Regions from separate parts of the Sus scrofa genome. Here all the other regions are linked to region 2. A link is a contact called in public HiChIP or PLAC-seq data. All regions are on one chromosome and are shown on one strand. The core of a region is the stretch at or near the end of the contact, and the rest is flanking DNA. Distances in the headings are between cores, read along the strand shown.

Region 1 (3,150 bases), core at 170-2,669, 280 kb after region 2:
AGCCATATGGACTTTAGCTACGCAAAAATGTGGAATTTACATTATGGGATTATGCAGCTATTATGAGTGGGAGCCAACAGGCCACTGGTTCAACTAGTCTTTTCCTGTAATATGAATATAAAATCAACCCTTTTGTTTGCCTTAAAATTAAGACTTACATACATTAACCCAGTACTTAATACCATATTATGTAATCTGCAATAAATGGGGAAAGCACCATAAAATGGGACATACTGATAATGAATAGTAAATCTCTTGGACAGATGAAATATTTTGACAACCACAGCAGCCTGGTAGACAGCCCCTTGTGTGGAAATAACCATTAATTTCTGGAACTTCCTGGAGGATTCTGAATCAATACTTTGAAATTGAGCTAATGGTATAAAAAGAGCATCAAATTCACAATAATAGACAAAGAAAGGTCTCCTAAAGGAAGGTAAAGGTGCTGCACGGGCTCACGGCAATGTGAGCCCACGGTCCCCACCTCCTTGATGGGGCATTCCTGAGAAAGACGCTCTTGGAGCTCCTTCTGCAGCTCCTTCCTGGTGCCCAGGGACTGCTGGACTCTGAGGAAGTCAGAAAGCTCCTTCAGACCTGCGTCAGTGAAGTATTTAGCAAAATGATCCACACTCTGCCTGTTAACTGGAAAGAGTTCCTGAGAGAGAAAAGAGATACTGTTATACAACAAGCTATTCAAATTCCAGCAAGCATAAAGAACAAAATTTTCATATTAAAGTAGCACTTAGAATATCGCCTATTTGGAAAAAAAAGGATTGGTTTTTCAAAAGAATAAATCTTGGGCTTACATTTTTAGCATTTGCTAAGCACCTTCCAAAATTAGGCAATCTGACAAAGAAAGAGAATAGAAAATGCTAAGCAACTTACATAAACTACTTTCCCTCATTTGGAAACTGTTATTCCCCTTTTTTTTTTAACTTTAATCAAAGTATTAGCATGTATAAATACAGAGCTAAACTTGCTAAATTAAATACAAATAGCATGATAACTCTGAATAACATATGGATTGTTTTAAACTCACAGGAAAAAAACCATTAATCACTGTTTCCTTAATTATGAGTTAACAGACAAAGGCTAGTTTTTGTAATGTTGAAATGATTCAAGATATTAGAAAACAACACTGACTATTATCATCTCAAGGACCTCTATTCACATTCTAAGAAAATGCTATTATTCTAAAAAACTAGCTCAAGAGCTAAAGAGAATTTTTGTTATATCTGTTAATGATGGTGGCTCTAAATTATGTTCATGGCCAGATCTAATGTAAACCTGCCCTATCAACTCTTCAATTCATTACATAATTCTGCTGGAAATTTTTAAAAAGAGCAATACACTATAGCTGCTGTCATATTTTTCCCTCATTTCCATTTCACCTTACACAGTTTGGCAGAGTCTTAGTAACAACACTTAGTCATGTTCTAATTCTGTGTGACTCCAACACCCAACTAAGAAAGTAAGGCAGTTTTCAAGCTCTTACATTTTTCAGACTGCTGCAGAGTCTACAAAATAGATCCAAACTTTTATGATGGTTAGATTTGAGTGTGCATGTGTGTGGTCAATGGCTATGTGGCTTCAATAAAAATCTCAGCAGAAAAAACTGTCATGAGTTTGCCACCAGGTATAGTAACAGATCCAGATGGCTTCTATGTCATGACTCAAATTTCAATAGTCTCTATATCATCATCCATAATTTGCCTTGATGAGTCATGAGTTTCAAAATGTCAGAGCAGAGCTGGTGGGAGCAGCTATCAAACACGCATTTGTGTTAAAGCAAACATTTCAAACCTGAGTGAAATGTTGTCACCAATATCTGTTCTAGCTTTGAAGAGGTCCTCCAAATTTGAGGGGCAGGGAACTAATTCAATATTGGATTTCTTCTGTGAACCAAGATGTGGTGGGCAGATTACTCATACTTGTGTAATATATTAATTTTCATAGAAAAATAAACTGTCTTAACAAGGTTAAGCAGCTTGACCCATATTACGCAGCAGGAAATATTTAAGGACATAGCTATGCAATCCCCAAAGGCAATAATTACTCTGCTACTCATGTCAGCATTCAATATTCAACTTAGGAAGAATGTGACTACAAAGTCTGATCAAAGATTATGTTTAGAGTAATATGTCAAACATGTTATTGGTGGTTTATTTATGAATGATATCTAAAGTCCTTATGAATGATACATAATATAGTGAAAATTACTATTGAGGTTAAACTGAGGCAAAATCAGTGTAAATCAGATTATGACATTTACAAACTTGGAACGTGGTCTGCATTTGTTAGAAAAATCCTACCCAGGTACAAAACTTCTATCACCTTATCCCTAAGTTACAGTCTCTCTGCTTCTGCCCTTTGTTCCTGAATCTACTCCCAATGCAACAGGCAGTGATTCTGTCAAAACCCCAAATCACACTATGCACATGCTGCAGAGAAGTCTCCCCAAATTTCCTATCTTACTCAGAATAAAGGCTAAAGTTCCTGGATGATATAGGACCCACTATGAGTCTTAGCTGATCGTCTACACTTTTGCTCTTGCCAGGTACCCTCTCTCTTGCTGACCTGACACATCAAGCCTCAAAGCCTCTGCATTTGCTGTTGCCTTTATCTGGCATCCTCTTGCTGGAGCTCCCCAGATAGCTCACTCCCTGACACAAATGTCACCTTATCAGAGAGGACTTCCCATAGTGCAATGGATGCACCTCGGTGCTTCCTACTAAGTGTTTTCCTCGGAGCACTTTTCACTTTTTCTTACACCATGTATTTAATTGTTTATTTCACTTCCTGCCTGTCCTGCAATAGAATGTAAGGTCCATAAAGGCAAGGGTCTGTTGTTTGATTTCTTTAGTATCTTCAGCTCCTAGAAAAGTTTCTGGCCAATGTCTTGATCAGTGTTCCCTGTTCCAGGGATGGGGAAATGATGTTTCCCATCTCCTCTATCCTCAGAGTTGATATGTACTTTTCTTGCTTCTATATTACAGAGGGAGGTAATTGCTAAACTTTGAGAATACGCTACTTTTCCCCAAAATGTGCTAACACAGAGAACATTTTGTTATATGTGTTAATGAAACAAAAATTTCCTCCGTGATGATAGAATGACCCTATTTCCTCATTCATTTGCGAGTCAGCAAATAC
Region 2 (3,571 bases), core at 70-2,569:
CTAGTTACTGAATGCTTCCTATATACCAGACACTATCTTCCCATTTCCCCTTTGGAAGACAGTTTTGGCTTTGAAAATGCCTCTGCTTTCAAAGTTTTTAGTATCAAGTTCTGCATAACAGAAACCTAGACCACGCCTCACACTTAGCTGAAGCTCAACAAATGTCAGTTTTGCTTCCCTCCTCCTGCGTCCCTTGCCATTCTAGGTTGAAATGGCTCTTAATTATATCATGGCCTTTCATTAATATTTGAAAATTTCTAGTTGCTCAAAGTTCAAGTTCTGGAGAACTGAAATGTTATTAACTGGTTTCTTAAGAGGTTTTAATTTCCTTCAGAATATTCTGAAAACTGCCTGGGTCCCAGTTGGTCTCTGGAATGCATTATTTGTGCCTCTTTCTACTTTCCCCTCTCTAGTACAGTCATGTTTCTAGGCAATTGCCTCTAGGATCTTTCCATGCTAAAATAAAGAAAGTCAGCAGAGAAACTGGTGAGATTGAGTCCAAGTTGAAACCAATCCTTTGTTTCATATAAACACGGAACCTGATGATTTCTCAGTAGCACCATTATGTAGACACTGACTGGTTAGAGGTTGTAACCTGTAAGTACTTCATATCCACATTATGTAATCCAACTAGCACAAGTGGAGTCATCTGTAACATATAAAACAGGTACATTTTAACAAATAAGTTCAAAGTGGCTGGCTAGTGGACTGAACAAGAACCAGGAAGAGGTTACCTAACCAAGCTGAAAGGATTCCTTTAAGTACAAGTTTCAAAAATTAAACTTTGCTTAATGGGAGAAAGGATTTTAATTGGCTTATACAGCACAAGGAGTGGTACTCAAAAGATGTTCTCAGAAAGCTCACTTCAGTCCTCCATCTGCTATGCTTTCCCCTGTGTTGGCTCTATTCTCAGACACGCTTTCTCTCCAGGTAGTGCTAGAGATGGCTTCTAACAATCTCAGAAGGAAGGGCAGGGCCCCCTGCAGTGGCTTCAGTAAAAGACATGATTTGCATCACTTGCCCATCCTGGGAGCAATCACTGTGAACACAAGGAGAGAACAATGACCAGGCCAGGGAGAGGTGCCCAGCCCTGGCTGCAGAGAATGGAAGCTCCAGTCCAATCCCACTGGCATAAAATGGGGCAGGAGACTGGCAGGAAAAGACTAACGCTTACCAGTTAGATACATCCTCTTGAAAATGTGCAGAAGAGAGCTTTTCGAAAATAGAGGAAAAAGATTCATAAGTCCATGACCTAAGCATCTGGAAATCAATGTGACTCGACATGGTTAGAAAGCCAGAAAAATTGCTGCTCTGATTGAGTAACTGCAAATCTCAAAAGAGAACTAAAGAGAGGAGGAAGCTGAAGAAGCCAGTATGAATACATAGAAACATCAACAAAAACAAATAGAAAAGCATGTTAAGAAGTCTAAATTTTAAGATGTAAAATGTCTATACACTTCTACAGTCAGTAAAATGGGCTTATTACTGATGCTTGAAGCAAAAAGTTGGTCAGAGATATGAGACTGTCTTCTCTTTCGTTTTTTTTTTTTTTTTTTTTCTTTTTAGGGCCACATGAGGCATTTTGAGGTTCCCAGGCTAGGGGATGAAGCAGAGCTGTAGCTGCCAACCTACAACAGAGCCACAGCAAAATGGGATCCAAGCCGCATGTACAACCTACACCACAGCTCATGGCAATGCTAAATCCTTAACCCACTCAGCAAGGCCAGGGATCAAATCCACATCCTCATGGATACTAGTTGGATTCATTTCCGCTGCACCACAACAGGAATTCCGAAACTGTCTTAAGACAAATTTTTTGGAAGAACATGAAGAAGGAAGTCCTGAATACCTATTTAGTCTGTTCTCTCCTTAAGTTTTAGCAGTGCTGACTGATGCCACCCAAAGGCTGTTCTCATCTCCAAAGCAACAGAAATAACTTTCACCAGAGTTGCAATGAACCTAGTCAAGGATTACATTTTACACCTATGTGTGGCCCCTTACAGCTCAGTGTGGCCATTTGACAAAGTTATGGAAAGCAAGAATAAGCAGGTTATTTAAAGAAAGCTGTCTCAGCAGTGAGTCACCTTGCCCCTTCTACTTCCAGCTACCTTGAAGACACAGGTAATGGATGGAACTCCAGCAGCTTGTTGGACCTCGGGGCATAAGAATGACAGAGCAAAAAGAAAGGAGGAGATGGATCCTTGCTCACCTGGGATCACATTTACCTCTATTTTGTTGAAGGTGCTGTGGATTTTGTGTTTTCTGTTATTTACAGGAAAATATAACAAATAAAATGATCTTCTGATTGAAAAATTTTGAATTGACTTTGGTAAGCCAAGATAAGGAAAGAGAGTCATTTGTTCAATACAGCAAAATATGCTTTGTGGCCAAGTCAGTGGTGGCTGTAGTCCCTGCCCTAGAGAAACTTAAATAATTATGTAATAACTCTAAATTAATGAAATGTCACAGCAGGGAAAGCCTAGCTAGGGCAAGTGAGAGTTTTAAAGTGAAATATGATGATAATTTAATAATCATAAAGTATAGAAAATGCAAAAAAGCTGGATATGAGGAATTCATTATAGTTTTTCCAAAAGGAGAGATAATTTAGAAATAACAGCTTTGTATAACAAAGTTCTAGGACAGATTATTTAAAATATGGTTTCTAAACAATGGACAGGGAAGCAGTGATGACTGAAATATGTGGCAGATATACCAAAAACCAGTTATAAAGAATTACTTTATTTTCCTCTGTGATAAAGAAATGCAGCCCATGAATTTTTCAGCGAGAGTTTGGCTGAGATGTTTCATAACATTCTTTAAGGTGGAAAAACCAGGCTGAGTGTTTGGATAATTAGGTGAATTTGTAACTGGACAACTAGTAATGATTCTAATTAAAAGATTAATACCAATCTAAAGAGATTTCTAGTAGCAATTCACAGGAGTCTCCTTTGTGTCCTATTGACTCCTTTTCATCACTGCTTTTGATGAAACTACGGAAGGTCCATTCACAAAGCACAGAGGCAACAGAAGTCAAAAGAGACTATGGATACAGTGGATTACAGACTCAGAATTCAAACTCTTTTGAATAATGAGCTCTAAGATAAAACGTAAAATGGACAAACATAATACACTGATGTGAGGTCCAGAACTTAGAAAGAAGAAATGGGACAGAAACTGACTTAGCAGTATCTATCAAAAATTTCAAAATTTCATGCCATGATTTCAATAGGAACTAATAGTATGATATGTCTGCACAAATTCAAAGATGAGTTCATTTTTCAGTTGCAATAGCAAAAGCCACAGGAAAGAGCGAGGTGAGGAGACCTCATCTTTGGTTTCTAGTTGCTACACATTTTAGTAGAATTAGAGACAAAATAAAAGAATTGAATAGCTGGGAGGTGAGAATCTTGATATCATATCAGAGAGAGAGGAGGTGAAAGAGGGAGGTGAGTGTGAAGCCCAACGAGAAGACTGAAGAACATCTAATAGTTTCCACAAATGTTTGGGGCAGGGGGCCAAAGAAGCAGAATGAGAATGAAGGGATGATAATTGCAGGTAGAAAGGTATCAGT
Region 3 (3,625 bases), core at 589-3,088, 270 kb before region 2:
AGACTGATGATCATTCTGTGCCCTGCTGCTTCATGGGTGTGAAGTATGGAGCTTACACTGTGGGGATATGCAGGAGGTAGACAGATGCCACAGGCACAAGGTGCTGCTTTCTGGGGGCAGGTAGCTTGCAAACACAAAGGAGTCATATCTGAGTCACTGGGGAGCAGTGGAGATCTCTTGTGGAGCACTAGAGTTGAGAGGAGTGAAGCTGTCCCTCAGGTGTGGACGCTGGCCTAGTGGCAGTGGAGGGGCAGGGTCCTCTGTCCTGTCTGTTCCCTGGAGTGCTGGTCTGAACACTCATTCAGGTTTGCCTTAAATCATGCCACACATCATGCTTGTCAGACCTAAGCAAAAACATCCCAGCAGGGGACGCTGTAAGGGCCTAGATGAATCAGAACCGAAGCAAGCCCTAACAACTGGAGACCCCTGGGCATTTGCCAGTTAGTGGCCTGATTTTAAGGAGGCTACTGTCCATGAAAATGCGCAGGGGAAATAAAGCAGGGAAACAGCTCTATACCAGCCAATATAGCTGAAGAGCAGCCTGAATTTTGGTCTAGTTAAAGCACTAGGCAATTTTTCTTTTATATTTTCAAAACTCAAAAGGTACTATCATACTCTTCCCCCACACAAATAGGATATTCCTTTCTATACATTTTCATACCTACCCCCCTTTTTTGGATAAGATTTTAATTTTTTTCTATTATAGTTGATTTACAGTGTTTCTGTCAATTTCTGCTGTACAGCAGAGTGACTTAGTCATATTCATATGTATATATACATTCTTTTTCTCACATTATCCTCCATCACAAGTGACCAGATATAGTTCCCTGTGCTATCAGGATCTTATTGCTTACCCACTCCAACTGCAATAGTTTGCATCTACTATACCTACCATTATAATTTTTGTGTTCATATCTATCCTTCTAAAGAATGCTACTCTTGGTGATTTCAAAGGAATTTTGTGTCCTCATCCAATGAAGAATTAGCCCTTTTCTCACTAAAGAGAAAAAATATCCATTTAATTTTGGGTAGGCTATATCTTTAGTATATATCCTTCTATATCTTGCTCTCAAAATATTTAACGAAAAGTGTGTTGGATTCGTAATGTGTTTACCAGCTGATTCCAAATTTAAAAGCTTCTAGAGATTAGGGCCTAAGGGGTAGCTTTGAGTATTTTCCAAACTTCCATTTTAATCACCATGACTATCACAAGCAGATTTATTCATGCTAAATTGACTGATATTCCCAAAAATACTTCCCCAGACTTGAGGAATATCTTGCATTTAACTTGATTGTCTTATAAAACAAAGAATCTGATAACAGTAACATTCATATATTCTAACTATTTAATATCTGCTAGTTAATAAAATAAGACGACATTGTGTAAACCAGTGACTAATTCCTAGAAGTTCCAAGAAATACTTAGGGAAAAGACTGAAGAAAAGAACAGTTGGAATAAATACTAGAGGTGCAAACACTATGGCTTTCCTGTAAATTCTTGAAGTCAGTGTTAATTCAACAGATTTTTAATGACATTACTAAAGCAAGCATCACAGTACATGCTGGAAATACAAATAGGACAGGCAGAGATTATTGTAAAGATAAGAGGTTTACTGATGAGCTATTGTTGATACAATTGATAATAAAAAATGGAATGGAAAGGTTTTGCAGAGGAAATGGCTAGTCAAGATTTTGTGGGTTAAAGAATAAAATATCTGTATTTGCACAGAACCATTTTAAACCTACATCCTCTTTCTAATGATACATAATCTTATGCTAGGGCTGGTGTGTCAGTCACTAAGATTGAAATGTCTAGACGGGACTGATATTCTCAAGGTTCTTGGCAGAATGACTCACTTGGGTATGAAACCACATATACACAAAACATTCACACTTTGGAGTCTAAGGTGACAGTCTGGCATTTCTCGACATTTATAGTCTTAGAAGTGATTAACCACAGAATGGCAAGTTGCTATACATGGTAATCTGATAAAACAGCTAAGGATGATGCCCAGAAATTAAAATGAGTTTATGTCTATACCTTCTAGTTCAAACATCCTTTCCCACTGGTATGACTGTACTTCTAGTCAAAACAGTGCCTACCACTTTTAAAATGATTAAGTCACACAGTTGAATTTTTGGTTCACTTACTCTAGAGCTTGCAGTGTATAACCTCAAATTTAAATTTTTTCCTTTGCTAAAAAATGTATCTATAATTTAATTTAAGAGTTTAAAAAGAACTGGAGTAGAATCACCAACTCTACCAAAAGGAGTTCAGAAAAAATGAACCACCTATTAATATAAACACAAAGATGTTGTTTAACACTTAAAAACTCAATAGGTAAATGTAATCAAATACTATCAGGGAAATAAAAGGCATCTTAAGTTTACAGATAAGACCAAACAGTGTTCTATGAAGAAGTAGGGTATGGATTACAAATGGTAGAACTGGCACTTTGAAAGGCCAATATTTTGGATTAAAATCATTGCTGTGAACCGAAGTGCCATAAAGAAAATAAATAAACACAATGAAGCTCAAATGGGACATTTAAGTGCTAATACATTTGGTTCGAAACTTATATAAACTCAGATTTTACCTTTTGGATGCAGAAATTAATATGAACTTAATAGTAAAAGTAAACACTGTGTTTTTAGAACACCAGAAAATTAGGGAATGTAAATCTAGGGAATGTTACCTAGAAAGAAAATATGCAAACACAGAAAAAATAATCAAAAGGGCATTTTAGGAGTTCCTGCTGTTGCGCAGTGGGTTAATAATCCAGTGTTGCCACAGCTGTGGTGCAGGTTGCAGCTGCAGCTTAGATTTGATTCCAGGAACTTCCATATACCTTGGGTGTAGCTGAAAAAGAAAAAGGTGTGTGTGTGGGGGAAATTTAGAGCAGTAAAAATACTCTGTGTTATAGTGACGATACATTATCATTATACATTTGTTAAAATCCATAGGCTATACAACACCAAGAGGGAATGTTAAGGTAAACTATGGACTTTGGGTCATTATGATATGTCAATGTAGGTTTATCCTTGGGGAAAAAAAAAAATCTACCATTCTGGTAAGTGATGCAGATAATAGGGGTGGCTATGCATGTGTGGGGGCAGGAGGACATGGGGAATCTCTGTACCTCCCAATCTGCTCTTAAATAAAATTTTTTTGAAAGAAATGCTGTACAGTGGGAAAAAAAAGTGTGTGTGTGGAAATAATAATAATAAATAAATTTTTAAAAATTGGCAGTAGAATTTCAAAGGTCAAACAAACTTTAGTTTTCTTTTAAAAGAATTTCAAAAAGCATGGAAATATAATCTAGACATTTTCCCACTAGCATTGTATTATATGAGACTACATATAATGGATGTCACATTTAGAAAAATGTAATGTGCTTATGTTTTTTTACTTCCTTGTGAATAGCTGTTTCCCTAGACGGTCTTGGGAGTGAAGGGAGATGAGGAGAGTTGCAGCAGAAAGGTGAAAGAAAAGACAAATTTCCCAAAGGCAATATGTAGACAACAGTCTTGAAGCCAGACTTTGAGGACATTTTCTAAATTATTTTATTTCTCCTTTTAAAAAGTCTAAAAGCCAGCCTAGCAAAATTGACTATAAATAAAAAAT

The links. HiChIP or PLAC-seq counts read pairs in DNA pulled down with a chosen protein or histone mark.
Region 1: a contact with region 2 is called in an H3K27ac HiChIP or PLAC-seq map of alveolar macrophages. The contact joins two enhancer-like sites. A contact is called at or near these places in 1 of 47 Hi-C or Micro-C datasets (embryonic fibroblasts) and 1 of 2 datasets of contacts at active chromatin or transcription factors (alveolar macrophages).
Region 3: a contact with region 2 is called in an H3K27ac HiChIP or PLAC-seq map of alveolar macrophages. The contact joins two enhancer-like sites. A contact is called at or near these places in 1 of 47 Hi-C or Micro-C datasets (embryonic fibroblasts) and 1 of 2 datasets of contacts at active chromatin or transcription factors (alveolar macrophages).

What each region holds. Positions count from the first base shown.
Region 1 is chr9:85,933,005-85,936,154 of Sscrofa11.1, reverse strand. It overlaps BZW2 (basic leucine zipper and W2 domains 2), which reads right to left. Exons shown (of 12, transcript NM_001245007.1): 8 at 485-655. Among named protein-coding and RNA genes, the nearest start is that of BZW2, 47 kb to the right of the region's middle. Within about 2 kb of position 1,419, at least 6 of the 83 cell types and tissues checked have an H3K27ac peak or open chromatin away from gene starts, as enhancers often do. A contact at or near this core is called in alveolar macrophages, where this site is marked.
Region 2 is chr9:86,211,644-86,215,214 of Sscrofa11.1, reverse strand. No RefSeq gene overlaps it. Among named protein-coding and RNA genes, the nearest start is that of AGR2, 160 kb to the right of the region's middle. Within about 2 kb of position 1,319, at least 4 of the 83 cell types and tissues checked have an H3K27ac peak or open chromatin away from gene starts, as enhancers often do. A contact at or near this core is called in alveolar macrophages, where this site is marked.
Region 3 is chr9:86,480,349-86,483,973 of Sscrofa11.1, reverse strand. No RefSeq gene overlaps it. Among named protein-coding and RNA genes, the nearest start is that of AHR, 30 kb to the left of the region's middle. Within about 2 kb of position 1,838, at least 4 of the 83 cell types and tissues checked have an H3K27ac peak or open chromatin away from gene starts, as enhancers often do. A contact at or near this core is called in alveolar macrophages, where this site is marked.